Regions from separate parts of the Triticum aestivum genome. Here region 2 is linked to region 1. A link is a contact called in public Hi-C data. All regions are on one chromosome and are shown on one strand. The core of a region is the stretch at or near the end of the contact, and the rest is flanking DNA. Distances in the headings are between cores, read along the strand shown.

Region 1 (4,735 bases), core at 1,596-4,095:
GCTGCTCCAATGCAGCAGCAACATAAACACTGAAGCTACAGGCCGTGATTATGTTGGGTAACAAACATTCAGACGCGATGATCGTCTTGGTTGTTGGGCTCGTGATCCCGATCCCGTGTCGTGACGGGCCGTTCACGCCCGCACGCGCGGGCACTGCCGCCCGCTCCTCCTCACCACGCCCGTGCCCGACACACTGAGCGAATCTTTTCTCCTCTGTCGTGGTTGCCACGGATAGATAGACGAGTGAATAACATAAAAATACCATTTTTCGTGCTACGGTACCAAAAAAACTACCAGAAATTTATTTGTGAGTAATATCTATCACGGTTGGCGTCGGCTGTCTTAAAAAACCCAAATCACCCATGTGATTCAAAATTGATCTGGATTATGACGAATCAGGCCCGCTCTTAAACAAACCGTTTGTTTGACTGTTTAGTTTGACCGTTAACTTACATGTGGGGCCCACCCGTAAGCTTCGTCTTCTTCCCTTTCTTCTCTACTCCCCTCCCCTGATCTCTCTCTTCTTTCCTCACGGCCAGCCAACGCTCACGGCCGGCCACGGCGACGGGCTACAGTTGGCCACCGCAACGGGCGCGGAGGCAGCCGGCGAGCAGCTCGACCACCCACGCCTCCTCCCTTCTCCCCATAGTTCGCCTCCTATGGCTCGTGCGCCGCCCAGCCCCATCTCCGACGGAGCTCAGCCAACTCCCGCACCTCCTGCTGGCCTCCTTGCACTCAGGCCGAGCTCGCTTTCTTCATGTCCGACGGCCGCCGTGCCTGGCCCCATCTGCAACGCCTTGACGCGAGCTCGCCATGGCTGCCTCGCCCGCAGCTGGCAGTAGGGAGCCCTCGAGCTCTGCCGCGTGAAACAGGGCAGCAACGACAGCGTCGAGCTCCGGCGCGTGTAGCAGAGGTGCAGGGACGGCACCGCTGAAGGCCGGCCGGCGCCCGCATCATCTCCGGCGACGAGCTTGCCGGCGGGGACCCGATTGCCTTTTGTTTTATTTTTCAGGGACCCGATTGCTTTTTATTTTATTTTCAGGGATCTGATTGGGAATGAAGATTTATTTTATTTGAATATGTGGAAGAGACATTGACATGTAGGCCTCACATGTAAGTTAACAGTCAAATAAACGGTCAAACGAATTGTTATCTTACATGCGGACCCCAGCTGTCATAAATCTGATCAGATGTTAACCACTCGCCCATTTGGGTTTTTTGAGACAACCGACGCCAACAGTGGTAGGTATTAGTCACAAACAAATTTTCGGTAGTTTTTTTAGTACCATAGCATGAAAAGTGGTAGTTTTATGCTATTCACTCTAGATAGACAGATACATGGTTCACGGGGTGGACGTGGGGATACGCCTTTCGTCGGCGCTCATCAGCGCGCCTGGGTCCAACTTGCCGTGCCGAGCTCGCCTGAATTTTCCCATCCAAGGCGTCAGCCGCCGCCCTTGTTTTCCTCTCTTCCTTCCTCCCTTTGCTCAGACGAGCGGAGCGCGGCGGTCTACGTACGCCCGCGGCCGACCTGACCAGCGACGGGTGCAACTTTTCTCCTCGGAGCGAAACCTCCAGACCGGCTCCAACGCAGGCCGTGCCCCAGCGGTACGGCGACAGGTGACGAGCGAGCCATAGCTCAATCGTCAACACCGTGTGCTCCTGTGACCGCCAAACAAAACAACGCCCAGCTTGTTGCCCTTGCCGGTTGCCGCCGTCGGCGCGTCCGTCGCCTCCGTGGCGTCGGTCACCACGGACTGGAGCACGCACCGCCGCACGTCGCCCGCCCGCCCGCACGCTTCTCGCCGCGATCGCGTGCATCCACCAATCCACGGAGGTCGGGACGACCGCGAAACAGATGATATTTTTTTTTTACCGAAGTGCGCACGGGCACGAGGGGCCAGCCTAGCGTGGCCTAGCCTGCCTGGGCGGTGGGCGCCGAGCAGGCTGCCGGGGCCTCTACTCTCGCTCCTTTTGCACTCCGCCTTCAGATTCGCTTTTCATTTTCTGCCATTGTTTTGTGCCTGCCGCCCTTTGCGCGCACGTCCTGCTCGCCACGCATATTCCCGCGCACGTCCTGGGCCGGCCCGGCCGCCGTGCGTGTCCCTGTCCGCCGGTTCTTCTCTTCTTCCACCTTCAACCTTCCGTTATCTCTCTTTGTCGTTGCGGTTAAGCCAACCAAGTTCTACGCAAGTTAATGAGCCTAAGAAGCAGTTGTATAGTCTTTTCTCAAAGGATATAGCTCAGTGAAACGGGAAATTAGGAGTGAGGCGTTTTGGCTCTCGGCCTCCATGGAGGCCGTCTTTTCTGGAAAATTCAGAATTTCGTCCTGAAAATTTACACACTTGTGCATTATGCCACCATGTATATCTATTTTTTTCAGAATTTTTTGAAACGTAAGAATAAGAATTTGAACGAATTTCAATTTTTTCAAAAACCGACTTCATTGGAGCTCGCCCTCCAAAACGTATTTTCGGAAAAATAGCGCTTTCTTACCTAATTTTTCTTCGCAGGAACCTCATCTTCAAATCACACCTAGGGATAATTATGAGCCAGCTGTATGAGAAATGGCAAAAGAATTAAGAAAAAGTCAGATAAAAACATTAGCAAATGCATTCTTAATCGTTCAAAAAAAAAATAGTTTCAAATAAAAGCCAATTATGCATGGCGGATAAAAGTACTAGTGTATAATGATTTTTTTACTAAAGGAAAAGCCAGAAAATCAGTAACCGAAATGCCAGCTTCCAAAAAAACAAGAGTACTCCTAAAATGTCACATTCTTCGAGGGCGACCCTGCAAAATGGAACAGAGCCAAAAAACCCTCCTCTGGAGTCTCCTCCCACCTCGCCGATTATTTATCCCCTCCCACCCTGCCAACAACGGCCTCCGCCTCCTGCTCCGCCGCCGCCGGATTCGCTCCCCCCACCGGCCGGCACCGACCGTTCCCGCACCACCGCGCCGCCTCCCTCCCGCCGGCCACCGTCGCTCTCCTCCCGCCCCCGCCCCAGCACGCGCGCGTCGTCGAGCACCACCAGTAACGCCTCCCCCCCGCACGAGGTCCACGCATCGGCATCCACCCATCCATCCACCTTTGACTGCCCAGTCCAGATTCCGCATCCAGATCTAGCCGCGCGCGCGATCCGGGGAGGGGGGCGATGAACGGTGGCATCGCTCCGCCGCCGGCCGCGGCCGCGACGGAGGCGGAGACGGCGGCGACCACGCCGAGCCACCGGCGGCTGCCGGACTTCCTCCAGAGCGTGAACCTCAAGTACGTGAAGCTGGGGTACCACTACCTCATCACCCACCTCATCACGCTGCTGCTGCTGCCGCTCATGGCCGTCATCGTCCTCGAGGCCGGCCGCACCGACCCCGACGACCTCCGCCAGCTCTGGCTGCACCTCCAGTACAACCTCGTCTCCGTGCTCGTCCTCTCCGCCGTCCTCGTCTTCGGCGCCACCGTGTACGTGCTCACCCGCCCCCGCCCCGTCTACCTCGTCGACTTCGCCTGCTACAAGGCGCCCGACCACCTCAAGGTCGGCTTCCAGGAGTTCCTCCGCCACTCGGCGCTCTGCGGCTTCTCCAACGACGCCCTCGAGTTCCAGCGCAAGATCCTCGAGCGCTCGGGGCTCAGCGAGGAGACCTACTGCCCCGAGGGCATGCACGCCATCCCGCCCGAGCCCACCATGGCCAACGCCCGCGCCGAGGCCGAGTCCGTCATGTTCGGCGCGCTCGACAGCCTCTTCGCCGCCACCGGCGTCAAGCCCAAGGACGTCGGCATCCTCGTCGTCAACTGCAGCCTCTTCAACCCGACGCCCTCGCTCTCCGCCATGATCGTCAACCGGTACAAGCTCAGGGGCAACGTCCGGAGCTTCAACCTCGGCGGGATGGGCTGCAGCGCCGGCGTCATCGCCATCGACCTCGCCCGGGACATGCTCCAGGTGCACCGCGGCACCTACGCCGTGGTGGTGAGCACGGAGAACATCACGCAGAACTGGTACTTCGGCAACCGCAAGTCGATGCTCATCCCCAACTGCCTCTTCCGCGTCGGCTGCTCCGCGGTGCTCCTCTCCAACCGCGGCGCCGACCGCCGCCGCGCCAAGTACAGCCTCAAGCACGTGGTGCGCACGCACAAGGGCGCCGACGACAAGGCCTTCAACTGCGTGTACCAGGAGCAGGACGGCGAGGGCAAGACGGGCGTCTCGCTCTCCAAGGACCTGATGGCGATCGCCGGCGGGGCGCTCAAGACCAACATCACCACGCTGGGGCCGCTCGTGCTCCCCTTCAGCGAGCAGCTGCTCTTCTTCGCCACGCTGGTGTCCAAGAAGCTCTTCAACGCCAAGGTGAAGCCCTACATCCCGGACTTCAAGCTGGCGTTCGAGCACTTCTGCATCCACGCCGGCGGGCGCGCGGTGATCGACGAGCTGGAGAAGAACCTGCAGCTGCAGCCGGTGCACGTGGAGGCGTCCCGGATGACCCTGCACCGGTTCGGCAACACCTCCAGCAGCTCCATCTGGTACGAGCTGGCCTACATGGAGGCCAAGGGCCGCGTCCGGCGCGGCGACCGCATCTGGCAGATCGCCTTCGGCAGCGGGTTCAAGTGCAACAGCGCGGTGTGGCACGCCCTGCGCAACGTCAAGCCGTCGCCCAGCACCCCCTGGGACGACTGCATCGACCGCTACCCCGTGGAGCTCGTCGACGGCTTCCCCACCCACAACCACAAGCAGCAGCAATAGCA
Region 2 (4,735 bases), core at 1,283-3,782, 55 kb after region 1:
TTTCGGGTGAAACCGACTTTGTGGAGGCTTTTACTCCAAGTTTCGACCCCAAGGCTCAACATATAAATAGAGGGGTAGGGCTAGCACCCAAGACACATCAAAAAACACCAAGCCGTGTGCCGGCAACCCCGTCCCCTCTAGTTTATCCTCCGTCATAGTTTTTGTAGTGCTTAGGCGAAGCCCTGCGGAGATTGTTCTTCACCAACACCGTCACCACGCCGTCGTGCTGCCGGAACTCATCTACTACTTCACCCCTCTTGCTGGATCGAGAAAGGCGAGGACGTCATCGAGCTGAACGTGTGCAGAACTCGGAGGTGTCGTGCGTTCGGTACTTGGATCGGTCGGACCGTGAAGACGTACGACTACATCAACCGCGTTGATAAAACGCTTCCGCTTACGGTGTACGAGGGTACGTAGACAACACTCTCCCCTCTCGTTGCTATGCATCACCATGATCTTGCGTGTGCATAGGAATTTTTTTGAAATTACTACGTTCCCCAACAACACATTTATTGTTAAAATCACATCATTTCTGGTAAGCCAAAATGCCCAACATAAGGCAGCCGCCCCCATGAGTAGATATGCAGAAAATTGTTTATCGATACCCCGCAACCAATTGCCGAACATGTTTCGTGCATTACAGGGGATATAGATTTGAAGCTACTTGAACCATGGCCCAGACTGCACGATCAAACTTACACTCAAAAAATAAGTGTTTGATGGACTCGTCATGTTGGCAAAAGACACATGTGTTGCTACCATGCCAGTTGCGTTGTGCCAGGTTATCTCTAGTTAAGATGACCTCTCTATTTAGAAAGCAGAGGAATATCTTCACTCTTAGGGGAATTTTGAGCTTCCACAATTTCTTGTTATCAATCGGAACATCAGTGTGAACCATTGCATCGTACAAGGATTTGACTGAAAAGATATTCCATCGGAACTTGTCTGGTTCGCCTGACAGCTGAATGTCCTTCAGACGAATGAGTAATTCATTCCATGCTACCAAACGAGGCCCAAAAAGGTCCCTCCTTAAAGAAATATCATGGGTTTCTTGTCCCAATACTTGGTGGACCGTGACGAATTTATGTCTGATGATCCTATACAAGCTAGGGTATTGCATCATAAGTGGAGTGGCCCCAGCCAGGTGTTCTCATAGAATCGAACCCGAGAACCATCCCTAACCGAGAAAGTACCAAATTAGAAAAGAAATTCCTTGGCCTTCATCACGCCACTTCAAAAATGTGAATCACCGGGTTTCCAAAGAACTTGAGAAATGGCTTTAGATCCCCCGTACTTGTTACGAATGATTTCCTGCCGCACTCCATTCTCGTGAGTAGTTTGTATACCCATTTACCCAGGAGAGCGGTGTCTTTAATCTCAAGATCCTGAATTCCAAGGCCCCCTTGATTTTTAGGACGGCATAATATACTCCACCTAGCTAGCCGATATTTCTTGGATTCATTATCACACTGCGAAAAAAAAATATGGATCTAAAATAATCGAGACGCTGTACCCCTTTGGGTAAGTGAAAGAATGACAACATGTACAGAACCATGTTGTTGAGGACGGAATTGATCAGATTCAACCGTCCCACATACGACAAGAGTTTGGCCTTCCAGCTGGCTAGGCGTTTCTCAAGTCTTTCTTCCACGTGCCTCCACTCAGCGATAGTTAAACACCAATAGTGAATAGGAATACCTAGATACCTAATCGAGAACTGGCTAAGCTGACAGCCGAAAATGCCAGCATACTCAGATGCGGACTCTGCAGCGTCGCTGAAGCAGAAAAGCTCGCTCTTGTGGAAGTTAATTTTGAGACCAGAGAGCACCTAAAATGCACATAAAAGTAATTTGAGGTTTCTTACTTTATCTAGGTCATGATCTAGAAAAAATATAGTGTCATTCGCGTATTGTAGAATAGACAGTCCTTCTTCTACCAAATGAGGAATCATGCCACTAATTTGACTGGCCACATTAGCCCTCTCAACAAGGGTAGCTAACATATCAGCTACAATGTTGAACGAAATAGGGGATACAGGGTCGCCTTGACGAAGCCCCTTCCTAGTCTGAAAGTAGTTGTCAACATCATCGTTGACTTTGATAGCCACACTACCTCCAGAAACAAAACTCTCTATCCATCGACACCATTTTAGCAAAAAACCCTTCATGCGCAAAGTTTGCAAAAGAAAAGACAATTTGACTTCGTCATATGCTTTTTCAAAGTCTTTTGTGAACATCTTAAAGCTGACATTTAGAAGGCAAATCGATGTGTATTGTTGAATACGACTAGCCTCCTTACTTTTGGGCAGAATAATTTTCCCAAAGTTTAAACGGGCAATATCAATGTTTTCGGCATGCAGTACTACTGAGACCCACTAAAAAAGTTTAATAAGAGGCCGGATGCGACAACGGGGTTTCAGTCAGTAGTCGCAAAGTTGGACGGCGTCACCTGTCGCGGTCGCCGCCGCATCGCTGGAGTCAGGCCGTGGACGGGACGGTCTGTCTGGAGGTTTCGTTTGGAGGAGAAAGGCAAAGAAGCGCTGAACACGGCTCGGCTCGTGTCGGGGTCAGGTCGGCCGCGACGTCGACGACTGTTGTGATGATCCAGGGAAATAAAATTCAGGCTCGCCCGGCAAGTTGGACCTGCACGCGGGCATGCTGACGAGGACCGAGGAAAGGCACGACGGCCGGCGCCTCCCGTGAGTGGGCTGCTCGCGCTCCCTCGGGCAACCACGACAAGACCAGAGCTGACCGATGGACGACGGCGACGAAAGATTCTCTCACTCACTCCTATGTGTGTTTCGTGTTTCGCGTGGCGAGGAGGAGAGGAGCGGCTGTGGTGGTTTTGCTGCTGCTCGCCCGTGTGTGCGTGTGCGTGAGCCGTCGGCCCGTCACGGGACGGAGACACGGAGTCTCACGAGCTGGGCAACCAACACGATAATCATTGCGGTTCAGCCAAACCGTTTCTAGAACTGCCGTACAACTATTCGTTCGCATACCCTCTCACGGATTTCACTCTCCTCTCACAAGTTTCTGTTTCTGCTGGAATTTATTCTCACAGTCAAAGAACTAGTAGTAGCCTTCAGGCCGCACAAACGGAACATTGCGAATGGCGTCGTGGTGGCGTCGACGGCAGACCTGGCAAGGTCGATGCATCAGTGTCGGCTCTGGAGATGGATTGGTGGAAGACGACTGCGACGGCCTCTGCGGGTGCGTCGGACCGGTGTGTACCCCAGCAATACGGCTTGGTTGGAGCCTCTGGCTTTAGATATTAGGCTTTGATGTGATGTTTGTTTGATATTAGGCTCTGACTATCAGCACCTCTTCATCAAGTGAATTGGAGTAGCAACAGATGTTGCTAGGATGGTGGCTTCAGACTACCTGATGTATTACTTTGTAAGACCTTACAAATAATTAATAATTGCTGCATGCATAGTTCAGATGCAGAGGCTGTTAGAATTAATGGGCTAGGCTCATAGCAATTTCTGAAATCTCAAAGCCCACGTGTAAAATGGCAAGTGGTGGTGCTAAGTTTAGTCCCACCTTGGAAGTTGAAGAAGAGTTGGACCTCTTTATATAGTGGGTTCTCTCCATCACTCTAAGTGGTGTGTGAGAAGAGAAAGGGAAAACCACACGCGCGCGCTCGCTCGCCTGGCCTGGCCTGGCGTACATGCGACATGCGCGTGAATGGTCCACCGAAATCCGGTCCGTCTCCTTGCAGGAGCGCAGCTTCCTTTTGCCGTTTTATTTTTATGTCTTGGCGGACAAGTTTTTGATTTCTTGTCCGGTAAGTATACGAATTAGAAACCGAGTCGGTTTGGGATTGTGATCGCGACACAATACCGCCTCTGGTCCTAATATATATACAGCTACCGGCTGCGGCCAGAGACACACCGAAAAACACCTAGGGTTTTGCCTCATCTCACAACTTGCGCCGCCATCGTAGTCTACTCCATCCCAAACGCCGGCGTGCATCGGCGCGTGGGAGAGCAGGTCTCCGGAACCGTTCGTCTTTGCGATCCTGCACCGGGAGAGGACGAATTAGGTTTTTGGGAAGCGCTGTGCGCGACTGCTCAAATTCGTCATCACGGGTCGTCTTCCGTCCAAGTCGGGCGGTGCTACTCATCGTCGTATTCATCGCCGTCAGCAGCAGATCGTCGCCAACATCATCATCAACACTGTCGCACCCATAATAGCTAACGATCAGTACGTCCAACATCCTCTGTTCATGTCTGTTTCTACAACTATTGTTACGTGTTTGCTGCTGTTATGCATGTCTTGTTGTTCTTCTAGTTTGCTAGATTATTGCATGCTAGTATCTCTTCTAGTCATGAATTATTTACTGGAATTAATCATGAACTTGCCTAATATTTCAACAGAGGCTGCGGTCATCCATGTTTTATTAAAAAAAATCTAGTTAAGCTACGGGGCACTGAAAAATCGTTAATCTGCGATCCTACATCCAACTTGGCCTTGCGGTCAACAAGACGCAATTACTAGCTTACTACACAAAATATAGAAATATGCGACTGTCAGTTAGTTTGACGCCGGCAACTCATAGCAAATTTGTATTTTGTGCATAGTTCCCTCCGTAGAAAATGGAATTGTAGTGTGCGAGGCAAATGTAATGACAGCATTTCCAGGTGTATAAACCACAGCTAACCAAAAGAAGCCAATGCCCTTGTTTTGGTCAAGAAAGAAAGCCAAAGCGTTGGACATGGAGACGCATAGGGACA

The links. Hi-C and Micro-C count contacts between places; a contact is called where the count stands out from the background.
Region 2: a Hi-C map of leaf shows a contact between it and region 1, with 3 times the contacts expected there. The contact joins the enhancer-like site here to the promoter of LOC123183181 in region 1. A contact is called at or near these places in 3 of 5 Hi-C or Micro-C datasets (leaf and root).

The regions. Positions count from the first base shown.
Region 1 is chr1D:477,013,890-477,018,624 of IWGSC CS RefSeq v2.1, forward strand. LOC123183181 (3-ketoacyl-CoA synthase 4) reads left to right here and starts at 2,846. Exons shown (of 1, transcript XM_044595928.1): 1 at 2,846-4,735. The coding sequence starts at 3,156. The coding sequence ends at 4,733.
Region 2 is chr1D:477,069,694-477,074,428 of IWGSC CS RefSeq v2.1, forward strand. No RefSeq gene overlaps it. Among protein-coding and RNA genes, the nearest start is that of LOC123177012, 13 kb to the right of the region's middle. Within about 2 kb of position 2,533, at least 1 of the 8 cell types and tissues checked has an H3K27ac peak or open chromatin away from gene starts, as enhancers often do. A contact at or near this core is called in leaf, where this site is marked.